Linked DNA regions of Mus musculus: regions 1 and 3 are each linked to region 2. A link is a contact called in public Hi-C data. All regions are on one chromosome and are shown on one strand. The core of a region is the stretch at or near the end of the contact, and the rest is flanking DNA. Distances in the headings are between cores, read along the strand shown. Region 1 has its middle 7.9 kb from the start of Gm34828. Region 2 holds the start of 4933433G08Rik (RIKEN cDNA 4933433G08 gene). Region 3 overlaps Gm34974 (a long non-coding RNA gene).

Region 1 (3,205 bases), core at 229-2,728, 730 kb before region 2:
CAATTCATCTGTTAAGGCTGGCCCTTTGGACCAGGAAGCCCCAGGTTAACAAAGACTGTGAAAGAATAGAGACGTGCCTTGTACACACAAGGTTTCCCATGATCTGGCGCAGAGTTGATACTTTGGCACATGCTTGGTGGACACACAAAGCCCACGAGGAGTGCGATGGCTGATGGCATGTGTTGATTTGCATATGCTACGGTGACTGGTGGTTTAGTCAGACACCAGCCAAGGTATCACAAAATATTTTATGTCCGAGACTAACATTTAAATCAATCAAGCCCACTGCCTGTTTCTGTCTAGGTGATTAGAAATCCAGTGGATTCCAGGCCGATGTTGTGAAGTTGAACTAGAGACTGTGATCTAGAGCCGAGGAGCCCCTCTCTTTGGCTTCTCTGGGGGCATATTGGTTGATGAAGAGTTGTCTTGAGCTGCACTTTATTCCAGGGACATCCTACCCATGGCCCAGGCATTGCTAGACCAGGCCTATGGTTATTTTGAGTGGCAGCAGGCAGAATGACATCATCTACAGAGTTCGTGATTGAGAATCATGCACTCAAGTTACAAAAATTGCAACAGAAACCACTTCATAGTATTTTAAGTAAGTTTAAAGTTTTGTCTTGGGCCAAATTCCCATATATTCTGGCCTGTACTTGCTGTCAGGTGGGTTAGACACTCCCGGCTATGTCATCTCGTCCCAAAAGCTTTAGGCACTGGTCAGCTCTGCAGACAGTGGACAGGGGACAGTTCACAACAGTTTCCCCTTCTCCCTTTCGACCTCCTTCTTTCTCTTTATATGTATATTCATGAGCGCGCGCGCACGCACACACACACACACACACACACACACAGACAGAGAGAGAGAGAGAGAGAGAGAGAGAGAGAGAGAGAGAGGAGAGAGAGGCATGTGTCTTTGTATGTGGCTCTCCATACCTAGCCATACATCTCTAGCTATTTTACTTCTGTGTTCTTTGACTCTTGGGGATCCTAAGTAGGGCAGAATTAGGGAGGCTATTGTCCTTGTGAGTAGTGATGACCTTGAACTACAAGTTGGGGACACTGGAAGCAGCCTCTGCAGAGAGACAGTCCATGATGGAGAGGAGCCTGTCTTACTAGCAGCTCTTTTCTGATCAGGGTCTCCCTAGGCATCCCAGATTGGCTGGAACTTGGGATCCTCCTGCCTCAGCCTCTCTGGGTGTGGGATTACAGATGTGCACTACCATGCTGGCTCACTAGCAAGCCATTCCTCTAGGTGGTCTGTCAACAAGACACACCCTGCTGATCTACCCCTGGCAGCGGTATCATGCTTTTTTGGATCCCCTTGGAAAATGGATGGAGGGGCTGTTATAAACTGGGACAACCCAATGGGGGCAGGTGCCATTCCCCAGTCTCCCCTGCCAGCCTTGGTGCCATCCTCCAGCTATGGTGCAGGAGTGTCAAACAGTAGAGGGCACCAGAGGCCTGTCTCTGCTGTGACAGCCTGTTTTGGTGGCATCAGGCATGTGTGGGCGAAGGTGGTGCGGCTGCTGTAGGAGGTGGTACTCTGTCGTAAACAGGGAGAGCTCCGGATTGCTGCTGTGCCTTTTTAACTGTAGTTTCATATGGCTGTATGAGGCCAACTACATCCAGTGGGCTACAGAGAGCACCTGGGACCAGGACCTGGGGGTGTGACGCGCCTTGGCTTCTCAGGAGTGGGTCTTACATGATTAGGTGCTTTTTCTCTCGGTCAGCTCTGCATTTCACTGCTGTGCGTCAAACCTGGGAGGGCAAGCTAGGAGCCAGGACAAAGCACAGTGGGGCGCAGTGTACCAACAGCCAGGCTGCATGGCCCAAAGTGATGAGGCTGTCCCCAGACTTCTTCTCTCCAGTACCTTGAGTTTCACCATCACACTTCTGCCCACTGGCTGCCCTACTCCCACCTCTCTACTCTGCACAATGTTCTGGTTTCAGGAAGAAGGGAAGGATGGAGGTTGGGGAGGGCGGCGACTGACAGTAACAGTTTTCACGGACAGATGCGCCTGGGGGTGGGGTGATGCAGGGGTGGTGCCATGTGGGATGGAGAGCTTCATCCTTGCTCTGCTTTGAACTGGTGTTCCGTTCCAGCAGCTGCATGTATGCTCTGCTGAGCCTTTCCTTTCCAGAGCTTCGGTTTCCGTCTCTGTAAAAAGGGGCTCAGGTGATCTGGGGTTCTCATCTGGTCCTTGTACCTTGAGGTCCATGTGTTGAGGATCAGGCTCAGGGAGGCACTTTGGTCTTGGGGAAGGGATGGGAAGGAAACAGACTCTGAGAGTTGTTAGCTGGCTGTGCTGTTCTGCCAGGAGTTGTTCCAGCCTCTGCTCCTGTTTGATCTCCTTTGGTGTTGGCACGTGGTCATGATTGACACATCTCCAGATCACACAAGACCAAGGTCAGGTGAAATCTGTCACCTCTAGCCCTGCTTGGCTCTCTAGGAAGAGAGGTTGTTAGTGACACCAAATTTCCCACACTCCCTATCTGTCTTCTGTAGGTCACTGTCCTTTACTTCCCGGCTGTGACCCCTCCCACATGGGCAGATGATCTGTCCTCCAGAATGTCAGGCATGATCTGTGGGCAGTCACCTAGGGATGGATTGGGGCGGGACATGGAACTGTTCCTTGGCACTCAGCTGTGGGGTACTTCTTTTTGGAATGACTTTGTTGTCCCTCCTCTAGGATGGCCAACTCCTGAGGCTCCAACCTCTTCATAAGGCTACTCCTGGGTGGGACTGGCTAGAGATGCAAGTCTTCCTCAGTCCTTCAGTCTATTTACCTTGGCTCAAGCTCTGGATGCTTGGGGATGTAGTAGGGAGAGAGACCACTTTTTGGATGTCTCCAGCACTCCCAGGATTCCATCCTAGAGTCTTAGAGTTCAGCAGTGTCCACAGAGCTAATCCCTCACCACTGGGCTTCGTGAGCACCCTGGATGGCTCTCAGATGCCTGTTACCTCCTTAGAGCTCCTGAGGTAGGGTGCTAGTGTTTTCCTCCTCTTCATCACTGGAGGCATCTTCAGTCCTTGTGGAGTGTCTTGTTATACCACTAGGCCCACCCTGCATCTGGTTATTTACATAGGCCCAGCAGGATGCAAAGCCACCGGGGATGAGACATATGGAGATGAACTGAAAATGGTCCCCGTGGGGCTGGGAATTAGTGGGCATAAAACTTGTGAGTAAGTGGCCTGAACTGGCTC
Region 2 (3,052 bases), core at 246-2,745:
AGCTACACAGAGAAACCCTGTCTCGAAAAACCAAACCAAACCAAACCAAACCAAAAAAAAAAATATATAGTTGAAACAAAATTTACTATTCAGACACTCAATTTTCAGCTCAAAGTTCAGAAAGGCAACATCACAGTTAGTGACCATTACAAAATCAAATGTTTATGTGTATGATGGGCATGGGTGTTTTGCCCAAATGTGTGTCTGTGCACTGTGTAGGTACCTAGTGTCTGAGGCCAGAAGAGGGCATCAAATCCTTTGGAACTGAGACTAGAGATGGGTATGAGCAGCTGGGGATAGAATCTGGGATCCTGGAAGAGCACTCAGCTCTCTTAACTGCAGAGCCACCTCTTCCAGCACCTGGTGGCCATTTTTTAAAAAGTGACCACAAAATAAATCCCCATCAGCAAGCAAGATTCACTTACATGCACCCACACGAGATGAGAGCCAGTTATTAATAAGATTAATTTATATGTACCCACATGAAATGAGAGCCAGCTATTAATAAGCTAACTTGTGTGCATCTTAATATTATTTCTGTGAAAAAAGCACATATGTTCTTAAATGCAGTCAATAAATAAATCAAGAAAGTACACAGATGCATCCACTGAGGACTTCCCTGGGAAGGAACTGGTGCCGCAAAGTGGGGGGACACCACAAGAACTTTAATCTCATGCTTTCTTCACGCTATCTTATCTTTTTATGAGTGTGATTTAGTTTTGGAATTAAAAGTTTCAAAAACAAAATCAGCTCATCCCACTCCTTTGTTCCGAGCCATTCTCTGAGTCATCTCTGCTCACGAGAGCATGGTTCTTAGTTTGGCAGGCAGAGCGCTCCGTGCTCCACTTTAGTTCAGCAGCCTGCTCAGTCTCTATGGGGGCACTGTTTCCACGGGGGTCTCCTGGTTCATTCTCACAGCCTCCTGTGAAGTGAGCCCAGAGGCCTACCTGCCGCTGCAGCCCTAGTGCCAGACGCAGAGTCTGGCCCGTGGTGAGTGCCCCAGCATCAATAGCAGAGTTACCAGAACACCTCACATCACTTTCTATTGCCAACCTCAGATTCTGAGTAATCTCACCTTTCGGATCCACCCTGTGAGGGCACAACCATCAAATGAGGAAGTGGGAAGAGAGAACGAGATGCAAGGATGATAGAGACAACAGCCCTACCCTTGTGGCTGTGGAAGCTGAAGGTCTTAATTATGGGAAATAGAGCTTCCTAACCAGGCCACGTCTCCTGGGCATCTGCCGAGCACGACATGGCTAGAGAGGGTCACACCAGGATGACCTGGGGCCTGTGTGGCCAGGCTTTCCTGTTTGCTCTGACATTCTCCCTTGTCCTGCATTTCTAAAGACCCCCTGTGAGGCCTCTAGCCACTAAGATCTCTGGATATTAGCCACAGGCTTCTCTTCTTTCCTCCTTAAATACAATTCCAGAATCTTCTTTGTCCCTATTCCAAATTCTATTGCCAAATCTAGAATCTGGGAGAACAGCACTCAATCCAAGGGCATCTTTGCTTAAACAGAGTGACTTTCCCATGGCAGTGAGCAGAAATTTCTGCGTGTCTGTCCATTCTCTTGTTTTCTCCATGGATACAAGGTGTAACTGACTAACTGACCACAGCAGCTCACAGTGCTAACCACTGAGCAACAGCATTTGATGAGCTGAGTTGTGTGGCTAGCTTGCTACCACCAGGCCCCAAGTCCTGAGCCCCAAAGGAAAGGGAAAAGGTAAATGCTTTCCATATACATCCTCCCTCAGTTGAAAGGCTGAGAGCGCCCAGACCACAATTGGAGTGATGGCCTTAGCCCAATACAGACAGAAGATCCCCAGCTAGGGCCTATGTCTTGAGCTGCACTGGCTGACTGCTGCTTCTAGGCGACTCTTCTCACTACTTCAGACCATACTCCTGGGAATACTAAGGAAGAAGGATTGTGGGAATGTCACAGAGATGTACAGACAGAGGCGGGAGTAAGGTTTCAAGACCTAATAATTTATGGACATAGAAATCTAGATGCTCGGGAGGAAGACATTTAATAAATCCATCCCCGTCAATACTATACAAGACCGGATTAGAAGCTGTCCCTCCAGAGAAGTATGGGGCAGGGACCACCTGGGGGCTTGATTGCTAGGGATCAAATGAAGAAAGTCTCAGGCACGAGGCACACCAGGGCCAGGTGGGGAGCCTGGGAAAATGACCAAGAACGGGACATCAGGACTAGAACATGTTAGTAACAGGAAACAACTCGGTCTTTTCAGATAACACTGCGACAGACAGAAGAACACAGCGGAAGTTAACAAGTGCCTCTTCCAGCACAGTATCTCCCTCTGAAGCTTCCCACCCCTTCAGAGGACAACTGTGCAGAAGCCCACAGTGGGCCTCTGTAACAGCCAGTCCCAGTGCCTAGGTAAACCAAGCACCAGGCTGAGCATGCCTGGGCACCTTCTTGTCATGTCTTATTTACCATGAGCAGTGAAACAAGGGCTCTTGCCATTCCTACCTGTTGGGTGTGAAACAGAACCCACAATGTTGAACGACTTACCCAAGGTCACACGGCCAGCCAGAGAGGAGGTGCTAACTCAGATGCATTCAGGTGTGTTGGAGAGACACGCTCCCCACGTGATCATGTCTGAAAGGTGAAAGGCCCTGGTAGGAATCAAGAAGATGACAGTATAAACGTGCAGATTGGCAGCCTAGACAGGCTTGAGGGACATCTAACCCAGCAAGGTCATGAATGTTAGCATTGTAAGGTCAAGACAGAGCATGGTTGCTTATATTCTCACATCAGCTCTTTTGAAAAGGGACTAAAAAGTTCAGAAAGGTATGGGTTGAGGTAGGGGATTCGTTGCCAGTGATTCTCAGGCCCGTTCCACATTAGGCTATATAGTTGTCACTTTGGGGGTTAGAGACAAAAGTGGCACGTAATCAGAGGCTGTGGAAGATGCTGAGGACTCCAGAGGTTGGCATGGAGGCAGGTGGACTCTCCATTTGCAGAGGAGATGAGCTCTGCCTCTAATGCATCTTTGCAACATCAATGCATCCCTGAAAGTGTTC
Region 3 (3,110 bases), core at 396-2,895, 780 kb before region 2:
CACACCAAGTTCACACATCCTCTAAGTTCATGGGATACTGAGTGTTCGGCCACTGTGATGGCTGTCAGCCGGGAACCTCTAAGATGAAGCCCCCTTCACTTATGCACAGATTCCAACTGAGCCCTGAGGGTCCCCAAGCTCCTGAGGTACAGATGAGGCCCAGAGTTGAATCAGCCCCTTGCTTTTTTCCATATCTAAGAGCATGTGCTCACAGAGACCCACGTGTGGGGGTGGGGGGACTCTCCGAAGCACTCAGAGAAGCCTGTGGCTGGGCACCTGACTTAGAATCCTGCTGGGATCTCTTCTCCTACCCTACACTCTCAACTTCCCCGCCTCCCATTGGCTTCTCTTCCTCTATAATTTACGTATGTATGTATGCATGTATGTATGTAATGTACTCCCCTTCCCTGCGTTGGCTGTCACATTCCTTCCCCTCCTACTTCACAGCACAGTTCAGCTGCAGCAGCCCGCAAATGCACATATCAAAACCTGCCAGGAGAGGCTTGGTGGCTAAGAGCACTGGCGGTTCTTCTAGAGGACCTGAGTTCAGTTCCTAGCACACACATGGTTGCTCATGACCATCTGAACCTCCAGTTTCAGGGGATTTGAAGCCCTCTTTTGGACTCTGGGCACCAGGTACTCATGTGGTTCACAGACATCCACACAGGCAAACATACCTGCACACATAAAATAATAAAATAAAAATTAAGAACATTTCTCAGGAGCTTCTCAGGCAGATAGACTCCAGAGAGGGGGATCATGGGATCGTTCTACAGGAAGGGGTCGCCATGGGCCAAGAGAAGGCTCAGTGGGAGAATGCTCTCACTGTGAAGCCTTGGTGACCTCAGTTGATTCCTAGAACCACATAAGGTGGAAGGAGAGCCAGACTTCACGAGTGTGGTCTGATCTCCAGACTCTTACCATCACCACACATGTGCCTATCCCCCATTACATTCGTTGGGGAGCAGGAGACACAAATAATAAATTTAGTATGTAAAAAAAAAGTCCTCAGAAAGATTAAAAGCTGGCCTAGGGAGACGGCAGAGTTGATAAAGGCACTTGCTATGCAGGCTGGAACACCTGTCCAGAACCCACACGGAGCCAGATGTGGTGCACATCTGTAATCCCAATACTCCCACTGTGAAATAGGAGGGAGAAATAGGAGATTCAATGAAAAATCACAGGCCAGCTAGCCTGGAGCATGGAGCAGTAAGAAATTTTACAGACCCTGTCTCAAATAAGGTGGAGGGCAAGATCCAATACCCAAGGCTGTTCTCTGACCTCTACGTGCTCATCATGGTCAAATGCAGACATAAATACAGAGAGGGGGGGGGGAAGGGGAGAGGGGGAGGGGGAGGGGGAGGGGGAAGGGGAGAGGGAAGAGAGGGAGAGGGAGGAGACTCCTGCAGCCTCGTGGGAGATCAGGGGTAAGGAATCCTGCATCCTGCTTCTGACTCCTCACCTTTAGGCTGGTCTTGTGCTATGATGTGGGCAGACTCACCCTGTGAGAACATTCTATCCCGTTCAACACGGCACTTTCCCTCTCTGGCTGCCGTCCAACCTCACTCTGCATTACCCCTTCATCTACGATGGCATCCTCCCTGATCTTCCTCTAGAGGCCTTTGGCTGGCTGCCTGCATGGCAACTCCGGAGGGTCTGGGAGCTTGGCTCTGGCATTCATCCACTGGGAGTTGGGACCAGCTCTCTGCAACTGGAGCTGACATGGTGAATTGTCCCACCTTACAGGAATGTCTTCAAAGATGGTCCCAGCAGCTGGACCTGGCAGAGATGTGAGGACAGAAGCCAGGAAAGAACCCCAGAAAGTGATGACAAGGGGCAAGGAGTGCAGTTCCCCTCCAGTCTGGGGCTCTCCATGGTGCATTGGCACACAGGCCAGGCCAGAAGGGTGGCCAGCATCGTATAGGAGTGGCCGTTAGCCCTGAGCGGGAAGTGGCTTGTTTTGGTTGGGGCACAGGGGAGAAGCTGGTGCTGTGCCTTGAGACGTGAATGAATGAATGAATGAATGAATGAATGATTGACAGGAGAAAGCAAAGGAACAGAGGAAGGGAGGGGACACATGCAGGGGCTCAGGCTTCCCACACTCGAGCCCTGGAAGGTAAGGAGGTGGGGAGGACGCTAGTCAAGATGACCCACCTCAACAGGTGCATGAGGCTGGTGAGGTAGACAAGAGAAAAAAATGCTTCTGGTAGAGAGGGGGAGTCACAAACCCAGGCAGGAAGGGAGCAGATGGCCTGTCTCGTAGGCCACAGAGAGTCAGTCACTTGAGGTTTTGTCAGGGTGGAAGGTGAGGTTACTGTTAGCTCTTTTCAGGACCCCAGGCTTTGTCAAATAAGCCAGAGGGGGGTCCTGGGAAGGTCCCGAGCAGAAGAGGACAGTGGTTGTCACAAATTGAGCTCTAGGCTAAGTTGGGATGCACAAGACTCTATCTCGAAACAACAAACAAACAAACAAGGCCACACAAAGCTCCCTCTAACACAGGGCCCAGTGAGATGGCTCAGTGGGTAAGGGCACTAAGCTGCCAAGCCTGTTGATCTGAGTTCTTTTCCAGGGTCCACACCATGGAAGAAAAGGCCCGACTCTCTCAAGTTGTCCTCTGACCTCTACATGTGTGTCATAGCATGCATGTGCTGTCTCCAAATAAATAAATAATGTAAGACAAAACAAAACCCAACAAAACTGCCCAATAACACGGAACAGAGCAAAAGGCAACAACAGCCTTGAAGTGTTTTTTTCATTTCTTATATTATGTCTTTTAATTTCTCGGAGTGTGTGTTATACGTGTATATGTGCTCGTGAGTATGTGGGGTTTTGATGTGTGTATGTGTATATGCATTTGTGTGTATGAGTTTATGGATGCGTGTATGTATATATGTGCATATGAGTGTGTGTATGTGTTTATGGATGGGTGTATGTATAGATGTTCATGTGTGAGTGTGTGTGTATGTATGTATGTAAATATGTGCATGTGTGAGTGTGTATGTATGTATATATGTACATGTATGAACGTGTGTGTATTTATGGATGTGTGTATATATATGCATGTGTGAGTGTGTGTATGTATATATGTGCATGTGTGAGTGTGTGTGTAT

What was found. Hi-C and Micro-C count contacts between places; a contact is called where the count stands out from the background.
Region 1: a Hi-C map of bone marrow-derived macrophages shows a contact between it and region 2, with 11 read pairs. The contact joins the enhancer-like site here to the promoter of 4933433G08Rik in region 2. A contact is called at or near these places in 4 of 484 Hi-C or Micro-C datasets (bone marrow-derived macrophages, hematopoietic stem and progenitor cells, liver and 1 more), 2 of 115 datasets of contacts at active chromatin or transcription factors (embryonic basal ganglia and large pre-B cells) and 1 of 9 other capture datasets (embryonic stem cells).
Region 3: a Hi-C map of stem cell-derived neural stem cells shows a contact between it and region 2, with 2.3 times the contacts expected there. The contact joins the enhancer-like site here to the promoter of 4933433G08Rik in region 2. A contact is called at or near these places in 6 of 484 Hi-C or Micro-C datasets (bone marrow-derived macrophages, cerebellar granule neurons, epidermal suprabasal cells and 2 more), 5 of 115 datasets of contacts at active chromatin or transcription factors (astrocytes, embryonic basal ganglia, embryonic stem cells and 1 more) and 1 of 9 other capture datasets (embryonic stem cells).

The regions. Positions count from the first base shown.
Region 1 is chr9:61,828,719-61,831,923 of GRCm38.p6, reverse strand. No RefSeq gene overlaps it. Among named protein-coding and RNA genes, the nearest start is that of Gm34828, 7.9 kb to the right of the region's middle. Within about 2 kb of position 1,478, at least 19 of the 459 cell types and tissues checked have an H3K27ac peak or open chromatin away from gene starts, as enhancers often do. A contact at or near this core is called in bone marrow-derived macrophages, where this site is marked.
Region 2 is chr9:61,103,829-61,106,880 of GRCm38.p6, reverse strand. 4933433G08Rik (RIKEN cDNA 4933433G08 gene) reads left to right here and starts at 1,495. Exons shown (of 2, transcript NR_105026.1): 1 at 1,495-1,727; 2 at 2,257-3,052. The region is part of intron 2 of Gm34004 (a long non-coding RNA gene); the gene reads right to left.
Region 3 is chr9:61,886,661-61,889,770 of GRCm38.p6, reverse strand. The region is part of intron 1 of Gm34974 (a long non-coding RNA gene); the gene reads left to right. Among named protein-coding and RNA genes, the nearest start is that of Gm34974, 11 kb to the left of the region's middle. Within about 2 kb of position 1,645, at least 19 of the 459 cell types and tissues checked have an H3K27ac peak or open chromatin away from gene starts, as enhancers often do. A contact at or near this core is called in stem cell-derived neural progenitor cells and stem cell-derived neural stem cells, where this site is marked.